Regions from separate parts of the Mus musculus genome. Here region 1 is linked to region 2. A link is a contact called in public promoter capture Hi-C data. All regions are on one chromosome and are shown on one strand. Each heading gives the region's core, a stretch centred on a gene start, on an enhancer-like site or on the middle of the called end of the contact. The rest is flanking DNA. Distances are from core to core; before and after follow the strand shown.

Region 1 (6,425 bases), core at 1,834-4,333, 1.3 Mb before region 2:
AGGTGGTGAAGACAGGATGACAGCCCATGGCCAGCCTCCAGTACATAAAATCTTGTTTCAAATAAAACAAAACCTCATAACCTTAACAGTGGCCTGCAAAGAAATCTTTCACTTTCACTTACAAAGTTAAAGAGGTAGATCTACATGAAGATGGAACCTAGAGCCCAGGTTGAGGTACCCAAGCTCTTTGTCTACTGTACTAAGTTCCAGACTCCATTTTGACCCCTACCACTTAGAGCACTTATTTCAAGTTATGGGTGTGTGCACATGAATGCGAGTGCCCAGGAAGGCCAAAAGGCCACACTCTTCAGTTTCCTTTGCAAAAGCCAGTGCTCTTAACTGCTGAGCCAGCTTTCCAGTCCCCATTTTACTATTACATTTCTCGATTGATGTGGTGGTACACACCTCTAATCTCAGTACGCAGAGGCGGGTGGATCAGGTCCAGGTCAGCCAGAGCTATACAATAAAACCCTATCTCAAAAATTTCTATTTGCGCGCTGGAGAGATGGCTCAGTGGTTAAGAGCACTGACTGCTCTACTGAAGGTCCTGAGTTCAAATCCAGCAACCACATGGTGGCTCACAACCATCCGTAATGAGATCTGGCACTCTCTTCTGGTGTGTCTGAAGACAGCTACAGTGTACTTAGATATAAATAAACCTTAAAAAAAAAACTGGGTAGTGGTTGCACATCCTTAAAAAAAAATTTCTATTTGCTAACAGGGGATGGTACTGCTGTTATATGCAAGGGAAAAGAGTAAATCAGTCAATCAATTAATCAATCTCCAGAGCTTGGTGTGGTGGCTATACGCTCAGCATTTGGGGAGACTCAAGGGTAAGGAATTCGAGCCCAACCTGAGCTACTTAAGACTTTGTCTCAGAAAAACAAGCAAACTAACAAATTTAAAAAAATTTTTACAACTGTTAAAATAGATGAGTATGTAGAAATAATGAAATTACTAACAGGAGACTTCCTTCACTTTAAACTGCCTCCTCAGAAAACCAATCTTTCCTACTGGCAATGTGGAAGATGACTTTATCTTCTCAGCCAACTAAAAGCAGACACCACAGCAGAAATCCACGCAACTCTTAAATCGCTCAATGTACGATGGGATATGTAGTCTTGTGGAAAGCAGGCACAACAATTTTTAGTAGAAAGACAAGTCTGAAGTCAGGTGCCTGGGGCATTCAGAATAAAAGGATCATGAAATGAAGGCTAACTAGGCAATAGGAGACCCTATCTCAAAAGAAAAAGAAAAAAAAAAGAGGCTAGAGTAAGAAGAGGTCAGCCTAGAGTGTACAGAGACTTGTTTCTTAAGAATATATATGTTCTCATGTGTGTGTGTTTCAATGGGGATTGGACATGCTAGGCAAGCACTGAACCATATTCCAAAGCCTTGACTAAAAACTCTAATTGTGTAAGAGCCCACAATTCTTCAATTGTATGACCTCCTTCAGACAAAGAAGCCAGACCCAAGCGACACCCCCTCAGTTAACAGCACCATTATGTAACTATGATAAATTCGGAGAGAACACGAATTCTAGAGACATATAGATGCTATCTATAATGTGTAATCAATGTGACTGTCAACCACAGAAGCCTGAACTGAAACACAATTTGCTTCCTGCCTCTTTAGGCAGTCTTCACTACAGGACTTTTGAGTGTGACCATCTAAGTCAGAGAAGCTAGAGATGTTAACAATCCCACTGGGTCAGAAGCAAAGGTAAGTTACAGTGTAACTATCACACTCTGTCTTACTGATACTTTTGAACAGGTTTGAATTAAGGGTCATTGTGCTAGGAGGGAAAAAATATTGACATCCTCTAAACTGTATGCCCTTGTAATAAATAATTGGTAAATTATCCTATCCACTACTCTAAGTGACAAAACTAGAAATCCTATTTGCTCTCCCTTCCCAAGCAAAGTTTTTATTTGGGGTCACACCCACTCGATAGAACTTACCCTTTTCTTAGGTTAAGCAGTGGTAACTTTCTTATCCAGAATGTTATCATTTTCTAGAATTATTTAATACTGAAATTATGATAGGTCCTAGTGAAATAATTCTTGTTGGTTTACTCTTTTAATAAGAGGCCTCTGCAGCTTAATGTAAAATAGTGTAAGCCATGCCATGAACCAACTAATGGCCTGTCTCAAGAAAGCACTTAGGATCTTTCTGCAGCTACAGAGTGACCTTGGTTAGAAACCAATGGCTCTAATGGGGTGGAGACAAAAAGAGAAAAAAAAAAAACCCCAGAACCTCACCACTTAAAAGAGGACCTCTGCCTCCTCTCTGAAGGCTTTGGGATGCCAGCCTTGTCTGCAGACCTGGGGACACATACACTGACTCACCTAGATACTGAAAGATAGACCGGAGGGGGAGGGGATGGGAGAACCCTCCACATAGGAAGTGCTGCAAGAACGCGGAGGTAAGGACGTGGCCCTACCCTGGAGTTTAGGCTTTCTGCTTTCCGGATCTGCCCCCGTCCCCACCCTACCTCGTCCTCACCCCACCCCCCACCCCGGGCGGAGCGCCTCCCGGTTCCCCACCGACTGGCAATGAGGCAGCCGCAGCCAGGCCTGCTAGATAGTGGAGGGCGCCCGCGCTGCGTAGGCCCAACCGCTCCCGCGCCCAGCCGGTCCTCCGGCCCTGATCCCGCAAAGTGGCCTCACCAGGGGGCGAAGAACTCGACTAGCATGAGCCCCGCCGAGCCCGTGTCGGAGACGCGACTCTCGAAGTTTTCGTCCGTCAGTTCCAACACATCGGAGGCGGCGGCGAGACGGGCCGAGGCGAGCAGCAGCGCCACGCCCGGGAGCAGAGCTAGGCAGCTGAAGCGCATGGCGGCGGGTCGCGGTCGGAGGGCCGGGACCGGAGAAATGAGATGGGAGAGCCCGCAATCTGCAGCCGCTTGCCTGCGCTCGCGCGTCTGGCCCGGGCAGACCCGCTGCCGAGGTCCCAACCCCCTAGGCCTGCTCGGGGCCCGCAGTGTGGCAGCCGCCGATTGGCTGCGTCACGCAGCGTCGGGCGGGCGGAACAGCTGGTAACTGCCGATTGGCGGGCGCGCGGGGCGAGGCGGGGCGGACGCTTAGGCGAACGCCCGCCGGTCTGGCTGTGGCGGAGGCCTGGACGGGGGGTCGGTGGGAAGTAGGGGGCTCAGCGAAGCCGGAGCGGCCCTGAGCGCCACCCGCTGGGGAGGAGTGAAGCTCTGGGCGCCGGCGCGGAAGGCGGAGGGGTGAAGTCAGGGCTGAGTGGGCGGAAGTGAGGCCCGCGAAAGGGCTGGAGGGGAGCTTGAGCTGTCTGTCCGGCTCCCTCCCTCCGGGGCATTGGGGCGCGCACGCACTTGAGCGCACCGCGACACGTTTTCCAAATGTCAGGCTGTTGCTTTGTCCAATTATAGGGCGTAGTAAGTCTACATCCTGCCGCTGCCCTACCTCGTATCCTGCTTTGTCAGGTCCACGTGAGGTCTGTATTCTTTGTCCAGCCTTAGGCCTCTGCCCTCCCTGCCTGCTGCTCCCCCCCCCCCCATTGTTGTTTGTTGGTTTGTTTGAGAGGGTGGGTAGCTGAGGATTGAGCCCAGAACCTTGCACATTGCTGGGCAAGTGATCCAACACTGGATTACATCCCTAGTCCTCTTTTGACTTTTTGAGTCATGTTCACACCAAGGTGTCCAGGCTGGCCTTGACTTCATACTGTAATCCGCGAAGGTCTAGAACTTTCCATCCTCTGGCCTCAGCCTCTCGAGTGGCTGAGACTGATAGTGTGCACTACGTACTAATAGGCACAGGCTCAGCTTTCACCTTTTTTTTTTTTTTTTTTTTTTTTTGAGGCAAGGAGGATTGGCTGCCCTGGAACTCACTATATAGACCAGGCAAATGTGGAACTCAACAGAGATCCACCATCCTCTTGAGACTGGAATATCTGTCTACACTGCCTGCCTTTTAAACTGATTTTTGTTTGTTTTTCAAGATAGTTTCTCTGTGTAGCCCTGGCTGTCCTTCACTAGGCTGTCTTTGAGCTCTGAGATTTGCCTGCCTCTATCTCCAGAGCGCTGGGATCCAAGCCATGGGCCACCTGCCTAACATTTAAGCCTAATTTTCAAAAAGAAGTGTTTAATTACAAATGCTGTCAGAAAGTGAAAATAACCCGAATATTTAGTTAGCTGTGAAGATATTTCTTATGACTTTTGTTTTTGTTTTTTTTTTGTTGTTGTTGTTGTTTTTGGCTTTTCGAGACAGGGTTTCTCTGTGCAGCCCTGGCTGTCCTGGAACTCACTTTATAGACCAGCCTGGCCTCTAACTCAGAAATCCGCCTGCCTCTGCCTCCCAAGTGCTGGGATTAAAGGCGTGCACCACCACTGCCTAGCTTCTTATGACTTTTATGTCTTTTGCTTAGATGAAAAACAAAATCCGTACCGAACAACAACAAAATACCTTTGAGTCTTTCAATGTGTTTATTCTTAACTGCTCATAGCTTTTTTTGTGTGGGCTTCTTGAATCTCTAAAAGGCAAAGAAGCTGGGGGAGGAGAGAGCCTGCTAATTGTAGTATAATTCTTAAGCATGACATCCTTGGTTCTACTTTCTTAACAGACATGGCACAAGAACAAGGACATTTCCAGCTGCTCAGAGCTGATGCTATCCGTTCAAAGCTCATTGACACTTTCTCGCTCATAGAGCATTTGCAGGGCTTGAGCCAAGCCGTACCAAGGCACACTCTCCGGGAGATACTTGGTTAGTAACCCTCATTCACACTAAACGTGATATTCCTGTCCATATCCTCAAGAGAAAGTGAGACATACTTAAGGGTGGAGCCAGGAATAACGGTCCATGACTGAATCCGGGGTCACTTGGGCTTTAAATAATAAAGACCAGCTTGGGTTACATAGCCAGGTCCTGGTTCAGAAAACAAAATGAAACAAACAAGCAAACAAAATTAGAGCCGGCAAGAGTAAAGGTGCCTGCAGCTAATAATGATAGCCTGAGTCTGATTCTCAGAACCTACCTGGAAGGAGAGAACTGATTCCCAAAAGTTGTCCTCTGGCCTACACATGTACACACAACACACACATACACAACTATTAGAAAAAAAGAAAAAGAAAAAAATTAAAAAGGAAAGAAAGAAACCAGGTATGGGTGAATCCCAGCACTCTGGAGGAGGAGACACCAGGAATTCAAGGCCATCCTTGGTTGAGAACAATATGAGTAAGGCCAGAGAAAACATAGCTTAGTGAACATAGGCACTTGCTCTGTAAACTAAGCTCTATCTTCAGAACCCATATGGTACAAGAATACAACCTACCCCTACAATTATGCTCTGACCACCCCCCCACACGAATAAATGCTATTTTTTTATGTTGTTTTTGTTTTTTCGAGTCAGGGTTTCTCTGTGTAGCCCTGGCTGTCCTGGAACTCACTTTGTAGACCAGGCTGGCCTCAAACTCAGAAATCCTCCTGCCTCTGCCTCTGCCTCCTGAGTGCTGGGATTAAAGGCATGTGCCACCACGCTCAGCGGTATTTTTTTTTTTTAAGTACAAATAAAAGAAAATTTAGGGGGGCTGGTGAGATGGCTCAGTGGTTAAGAGCACTGACTGCTCTTCCGGAGGACCTGAGTTCAAATCCCAGCAACCACATGGTGGTTCACAACCACCCATAGTGAGATCTGAAGACAGCTACAGTATACTTATGTATAATAAATAAAATCTTTTTTAAAAAAAGGAAATCTAGGGATAAGAAGCAACATGACATGTGATAAACTCAGAGCTTTATGAATAAAACTCTTAGAATCTATGTATAGGACCTCTAATCACTTCCTCTGAGTCCTAGTTGGGTACCCTGACTGACTTGGAAAAGTTCACACCAAAAGTACTTAAAACTTTAAGGTTTCTGGGCTGCTGGTAGTGGTAGCACAGGCATTTAATGTGCGTACTCAGAAGGCGGCAGCCGGTGGATCTCTGAGTTGGAGAGAGCCTGCTCTACACACCAGGTTCTAAAGCAGCTGGGACTAAAACAAAATAACACTTTGTCCCTGTTGCTTTCATGGGCACAGTCAGTGTTAGTGAGAAACTACACATTTTCACTTTCAACTAATTCTCAGTTGCTTTGGGAAAGAGCACCTTACAAGGCAGAGGAGGGTCCATTATTTCACTGGCATCCCTAACCCAACGCTACCTGCTCGCCACAGTCCTCCAGCCGGCCTGTATATTTATCTACTGTCCTTTGTGTTTTGGGAGGAGGCTGGGGAGATGTGAAGGCAGGCTTAGGTGTTGCCAGCTCAGGTGCACTCAAGCTGAATAGCAGGCCTCTCCAGTTACCTTCTCATTTTTGTTACAGATCCTTCTTACCAGCAGAAACTCATGTCAGGAGATCAGGAGCAGCTAGTGCGCTTCTCCATAAAGCCTCGGCGAATGGGGCACATCACACACTCGCGGCGG
Region 2 (6,524 bases), core at 236-2,735:
TGATGCCCTGCAGTGGCGGTGCATGCCTTTAATCCCAGCACTTGGGAGGCAGAGGCAGAGAGGCAGAGGCAGAGAGGCAGAGAGGCAGAGAGGCAGAGAGGCAGAGAGGCAGAGAAGCAGAGAGGCAGAGAGAGAGAGAGACAGAGAGAGAGGGGCAGAGAGAGAGGGGCAGAGAGAGAGAGAGAGGGGCAGAGAGAGAGGCAGAGAGAGAGAGGCAGAGAGAGAGAGAGGCAGAGAGAGACAGAGAGGCAGAGAGAGAGAGAGAGGCAGAGAGAGAGAGGCAGAGAGAGACAGAGAGGCAGAGAGAGACAGAGAGGCAGAGAAAGACAGAGAGGCAGAGAGAGACAGAGAGGCAGAGAGGCAGAGAGGCAGAGAGGCAGAGGCAGAGGCACAGGCACAGGCAGGCCGATTTCTGAGTTCGAGGCCAGCCTGGTCTACAGATGAGTTCCAGGACAGCCATGGCTACACAGAGAAACCCTGTCTTGAAAAATCAAAATAAAAGTAAAATAAAATAAAATAAAATAAAAATAAACAAATAAATAAAAAACCCAAACCAAACCAAACCCCACCACCACCACCACCAACAACAAAACCACCCTTGCTGCACTGGCAACACCTGAACGATCTTTAAAATGCAATTTTACAACTACTTGCTGAATCAGCTCTGCATTTCCACCAAGTTCAAGAAGTCATTCCCACACAATCTTTCTCCAAACTTTATGCAGACAAGAATCATCTGCAGGCATTTGTTGAGCTGCATCTCTCAACATTTTATTTGGTGGGTCTGTATCAAGAACTAGAGACCTGCATTTTAACAAGCCTCTTGGGTTATTCCTATGCAGCTGGCCTCATTGGCCACACTGAAAATGCGCTAACACTATTTCTCGCTTAGGATACACAGGTGATGGTCAATTATTTCTACTAGTGTCTAGCAGAAAGAGGCCTTTAATTGATCCAGAGTTGAATGGAGGCAGAAGTGTCTGCGCAAATAGATTGAAGTCCATTTTCTCTCCAATTTTTGCCAATTATATCGGTGAGCCTGAGTATCTTCGACAGTAGTAAACAGGGCAATAACCTGCCCCAGGAAAAGGAACTTGTCTGTCAACTTTCTGAGTTTTCTGTCCCCAGTATCCACGTCCGGAGACTTGGGATGAGTCGAGTTCCAGGAGGACAGCCTCCGGTGGTTCATTCTTGCCAGCTCAGACTTGCCCGGAAGCCAACGCCACCTGGCCAGAAGGATGTACCCGGGTAGACGCGCCTGTGTCACCCCGCCTGGACTACACCCTCTCCGGGATCAGCCCTCTAGACCGATGCCGTCATCAATAATTCAAGGATCGCCTTTCCATTGGCTAGAGCTTCCACCCAGTCGCTGGCAAACGCCCAATGAGGAAGGACCTGAGATCGCTGCTGAATAATGAGCGCGCGCCCGTGACGCAGCGGCTGATGATTGGTCGTTGCGGCAGGGGGCGGACCCAGGAGCGGGCGGCGGCGAGAGCTACTGTCGGGCACAGAGAGCGAGCGACGCGGGTTCTGGGGTTCTTACTGAAGTGCGGCGGCGGCGGCGGCAAGTTGTGGGGCGGCAGCATGTTCAGCTGGATGGGGCGGCAGGCTGGCGGGCGCGAGCGCTCGGGCGGCATGGACGCGGTGCAGACGGTGACGGGCGGCCTGCGCTCTCTGTACCAGCGCAAGGTGCTGCCGCTGGAGGAGGCGTACCGCTTCCACGAGTTTCACTCGCCAGCGCTGGAGGACGCCGACTTCGAAAACAAGCCCATGATCCTGCTGGTGGGCCAGTACAGCACGGGCAAGACCACGTTCATCAGGTAATTTGCCTCGTCGGCTCGCTACCCCTCCGCTAGCGCACGGCCTGCCCTCAGGTTACACTCCGAGCTTGGTGGCCCGTCGCCTTCCCGGGTCCCGTTTCCCAAGGCTCCCTCCCCTGAGACCGGCCCCCAGCGCGCTGCGAGCCCCTTCCTTGCTGTTGCCAAGGCCTTCCTTGAGCCTGTCACCCTGGCCTGGGAGTGCAGGAAAGGGAGAGAAGGCAAGGCTCATCATTAGTGCAACCTAGTGCTGAAAGTGATAATGAAGGAATGCGGCTCCTAGGTGGAGAGGTAACCTTCCAGCACAGTGAGAATGAATGAACGAACGAACGAATGAATGAATGAGTGAATGCCACAGTAGGAGTATTGCCATGCCCTAGGTGCCACGTTCCGCCACAGCGGCGGGGCTGCTATCATCCAGCTTTATGGTCTATAGGAAGTTAGCCTACAGTGTAGCTGCCTCACCAGCCTGTGGACTGAAGGGGAGTGTCAGGTTACTGTTTGCTAGTTTCCATTTCTTCACCCTTGACAAACTGAAAATATTTGTCACGGTCACTCTGTCTCCGGAAGCAATAACCGGCTTGCCCTGCAGTTCCAACCACACAGCTTCCTCTAGAGTGACTCGATGAGAAATAATTTACAATGAAACGGACTGCTTTTTAAATGAGGCGTCTATTTCCCTATCTTTGGGAAGAATCGACGTTCAAATCCTTATCAGACGAAGCAAAGTGACTGAACATTTAAGATCTGGATCCTGAGTTTTGGAATTAGAACACTCATCATCATTTGATGTTCAACAGGTGTTCAGAAAACTGCATCTGTCTTGGGGACATGCCATTTCTTTTAGGTATGACCTCCTTTTTTTCCCCTCCTGTGACCTAAAGAGTTCCAAAAAAATAGAAAAGTTGTCACTACAAGAAATATGTTAAATCCAGGCCTGTAGATACACTGTGAATGAACTCAACAAAGGCAATACACTGTAGTTTGAAATGTGAACGAAGAGAGGGGGAAAATAATGTTGAAATTATTTCATGTAATGCTTTTAAATTAGCTGAAAACAGTGTTGAATATGTTAACTCAGAAATGAACCTAGAAATATTACAGTAACTGACAGATGCAAAGGGCTAGTTGAGATGGTGCTTGCCTGTAATCCAAGGACTGGGGAAGCTGGATCATGGTTATTTTGCCTTCCAGGCCAGCCTGGGCTACATAACGCAATCTAGGATAACCCTGACTAGACAACAAAAGACCGTCTTCAAAACAACAGCAATAAGAACAGCAACAAAACCTAGGAAACAAAAACAAAATAAATGGCAAGCAGGTGGTACATTAAGGTCTTGGTAGTCGCAGTTGTGAATTATCAGGATAATATTACAGGAGTGAAGAGAGAACTTTTAAGCTTAGAGCAATAAGAGTATAGCATTTTAAAATGTACTGGTGGCAGATACACAGCAGTCCCACCATTTCCTCCTGTACGTGCCATGGGCCTCACGGTACCTATGCATAATTAGGGAGCCTTTCTTGATTCTGTACTGACCTAGCCTGAAGACAGTGCATTCCTCTGACTGTAGCCTGACTCGTAAACAAGCCTCAGGTAGGAGAGTACAACGCAATTCTCAGGAAGGTGGAGCAATCCTCTTTCCCCGCCTCATATTATTTTGTTATATTCTCATTCTTCTGTGCTTCAGTTTTGAGAAGCTTTGTGGGAGAGGGCTAAAAGGCAGGTTCTGAGATTTGACTCATGGCTCTACTTCTTTTTTTTTTTTTTTTTTTTTTTGGTTTTTCGAGACAGGGTTTCTCTGTATAGCCCTGGCTGTCCTGGAACTCACTTTGTAGACCAGACTGGCCTGGAACTCAGAAAGCCACCTGCCTCTGCCTCCTGAGTGCTGGGATTAAAGGTGTGCACCACCACGCTTGGCTTATGGCTATACTTCTTAAGCCCTTTTTAGAGCTGGAACTCAGTAGAAGCTGCAACCCAGGGAGGAATCACCTTAGCTGGGAGCTTGGGCCAGTGGCTTTGCTATTCCACAAAGGGCCCAAAGTGGACCTTGGGGTTAGAAGAAGATACTACAGACAGGAAGCTGGATGAATCTTCACTTGTGGCATCTGAAATTGGTTTTAGAGAGCAGTAGGGGGAAGTGATTGGTTTCCAGGAGGAAAACAGTAAACAGAGGGCACCTGTCCTGGAGACTTGGCACTTAGAGAGGTAAACAAAGGAGATGTCCATGAGAGCTGGCCTTCTTGGACCTTGCTTTAGTTAGGTCCTGGCTAGGGACCTGGGTGCTTTGCTTCTAGCTGGAAGTACTAAGTGTTCACAGAAACTTGGGGAAGGGGCTTATCTATGAAGTCACTTATTCTTTTCCATTTGACTAACACAGGAGCCACGGCATCATGGAGGGAAACATTCCTCTTTATTGTAAGCCATTCATCATAACCTTTGATTATGTGTCTTACTCCCACAAACTTTATTTTTCTCTCTTGTTTTGGAGAAAACAGAAGTCACATTATATGCGCTGGACCAGGACAGTCACAGAAGTGAGGCAGCTAAGTGTGTCCTTCATTTTGATGGAAAGTTTTCCAGGTAGAATGCCTGAAGAGCCTGGGGTAGTGAGAAAATCTGCTCACCCCTGTACAGATGCTCACCAAGGGGGGGGGGGGCAAGTGCCAGGAAGAGGGTAAATAAAGAGTGAGGTTGAAGTTAAATGGAAAGAACAGATTGGTAGAATCGCCTATAGATCTTAGCAGTGAAAGGCTGGAGGAAGCTTCAGATGTGGTAGAGATATTTGTCAAAGTCTCCTTAGGGTAATGGTTAAACGGCTGACAGCTCTATTGTCTGGTTATTTTATTTCTCAGAAGACAGGATATATAGTAAGAAGTGTTAAATAGTCTACTTCTGGCTGGCAAGGAAAAATTGTCCAGAGAAGGAGAAGGGATTAGCACTAGTAAAAGTGACCATATCATCTTTGATTTTCATAACTAAGAAAGGGCAGGTGTTGGGCTTATGTCTAAAACTTGGAAAGAAAAAAGTTTCATGGCTTAGTTCCACAGTTAAGAGCACTTCCTGTTCTTCCAAAAGACCCAAACATCCAGAAGATGTTTGGAGTTTGGTTCCCAATACACATGTCTGGTGGCTCATACCAGCCCCAGGGAATCCAATGCCCTCTTCTGGACTTCATGGGCACCTGCATTTACATGTGCGAACACACACACACACACAAACACACACAATTAAAAAGAAATTTATTTAGAAATTGATTTCAGAGGCTCTAGGGAAAAAAAGATCACTGGGTCCAGCTGCTATAAAGCAAAATCATTCCACTGTAAAGCTCGGGAGGTGCCCCAGAGATCTATTCAAACTACAGATGGCAACCTTGCTCTTAGGAGTTCTACTTCCTCTCTTGCTCCTGTACTTTGGCATGTTTCATATTATAATGAGAAAAAAAGTGACTTCAGAAACTATGTAGACTGGGCGGGGGCTAGCTCAGGGGTGGTACTTACCTAGCTTGTGTGACGTCCTAGATTCAATCCCCAGAACTGAAACAAACTAGACAGGCTTTAAAGGGGCAGGGAGCAGGGCAATAAAGCAGGAAAAGACACAAGCTGTGTCCAGATTGCAAGAGTAAAACTGTTGGCAGACCACATGGTGTTTTATATTTAAAATATCTTGACAAAAGACAGAAATCTGTTGTATTTGTATAAACATGAGATGAACAGCCTCAAAGTGACATTAAGCAAACTAACCTGTTTGTGATAGCATCCAAAAAGGATGAAGTATTGACACCTTGGAATAAGCCCAACAAAAAGAAAGGCAAGACTTCTCTGCCTGGAAAATTAGAGGCATCACTGAAAGAAGTTAAGGAGGAACTAAATGGAAAAACCACCCAGTACCTGTGGATTGGAGGCCATATTAAGAAGGCAGTGCTCCTGAACTGCTTTCTGTCTCGATGTATGTTATTTCGTGGCCTGGACCTACTATACAGCCCAGGGTGGCCTCAGACTTGTGGTAATGCTCCTACTCCTGCCTCTGGAGTTCTGGGGTTATAGGCGTATGCCACCATGCCTCGCCTGAATTGGTTGTCAGATTCAAAATAATTCCCATTAAAATCTTTGCTTTTTTTTTTTTTTTTAATGTTTGTTTGAGGCAGTAATTGACAGGCTATATCTATAATTTTTAGGATTACAGAAGACAGCTCTGAAAAAGAACAGTTTAGATTTAGAATTTATCATGTAACTACTGAAAATGAAGCAGCGTGCACCAGCAAAGGACAGACAGATCAATGGACCTGGGAACCCCAAAATAGACCTTCATATTTATGGTCAACTGATACTTGATAAGATACGAGTAACAGTTCAATGGAAAAAGACTAGGTCCCTCAACAGGTGCTGGGACAGCTGGGTTCTCGTGTGCACAGGCATTGAAGGGAGACTGTTCACGAGTACGCAGATTCTTTTTGGAGTGCTAAGAGTGCTCTGAAACTGGGTAATGGTACTGATTATAGAACTCTGAGAGTAAACCACACACGGATCTACATTTTAGATGAGTACATTTTCTAGTATGTGAATTGTATTCCAGTTGGGGTTGCGCTGTAGCTCAGCAGTAAAGTGCTTGCCTAGTATGCCCAGGGTCTTAGGTTTAATCACAAGAATTGAAAAATAAAAACAAACCAATAAAAACATTCTTCCAATATGAAGCAGCCTATAATTTTC

Evidence for each region. Capture Hi-C pulls out chosen DNA fragments and counts their contacts.
Region 1: a promoter capture Hi-C map of pancreatic islet shows a contact between it and region 2. The contact joins the promoter of Catsper2 here to the promoter of Ehd4 in region 2. A contact is called at or near these places in 2 of 39 promoter capture datasets (erythroid cells and liver), 1 of 115 datasets of contacts at active chromatin or transcription factors (pancreatic cancer cells) and 3 of 9 other capture datasets (adipose tissue, liver and pancreatic islet).

The regions. Positions count from the first base shown.
Region 1 is chr2:121,410,450-121,416,874 of GRCm38.p6, reverse strand. It overlaps Catsper2 (cation channel, sperm associated 2), which reads left to right and starts at 3,083. Exons shown (of 13, transcript NM_153075.3): 1 at 3,083-3,459; 2 at 4,585-4,725; 3 at 6,325-6,425. The coding sequence starts at 4,587. It overlaps Pdia3 (protein disulfide isomerase associated 3), which reads right to left and starts at 2,973. Exons shown (of 13, transcript NM_007952.2): 1 at 2,670-2,973. The coding sequence starts at 2,836.
Region 2 is chr2:120,149,536-120,156,059 of GRCm38.p6, reverse strand. It overlaps Ehd4 (EH-domain containing 4), which reads left to right and starts at 1,485. Exons shown (of 6, transcript NM_133838.4): 1 at 1,485-1,820. The coding sequence starts at 1,585.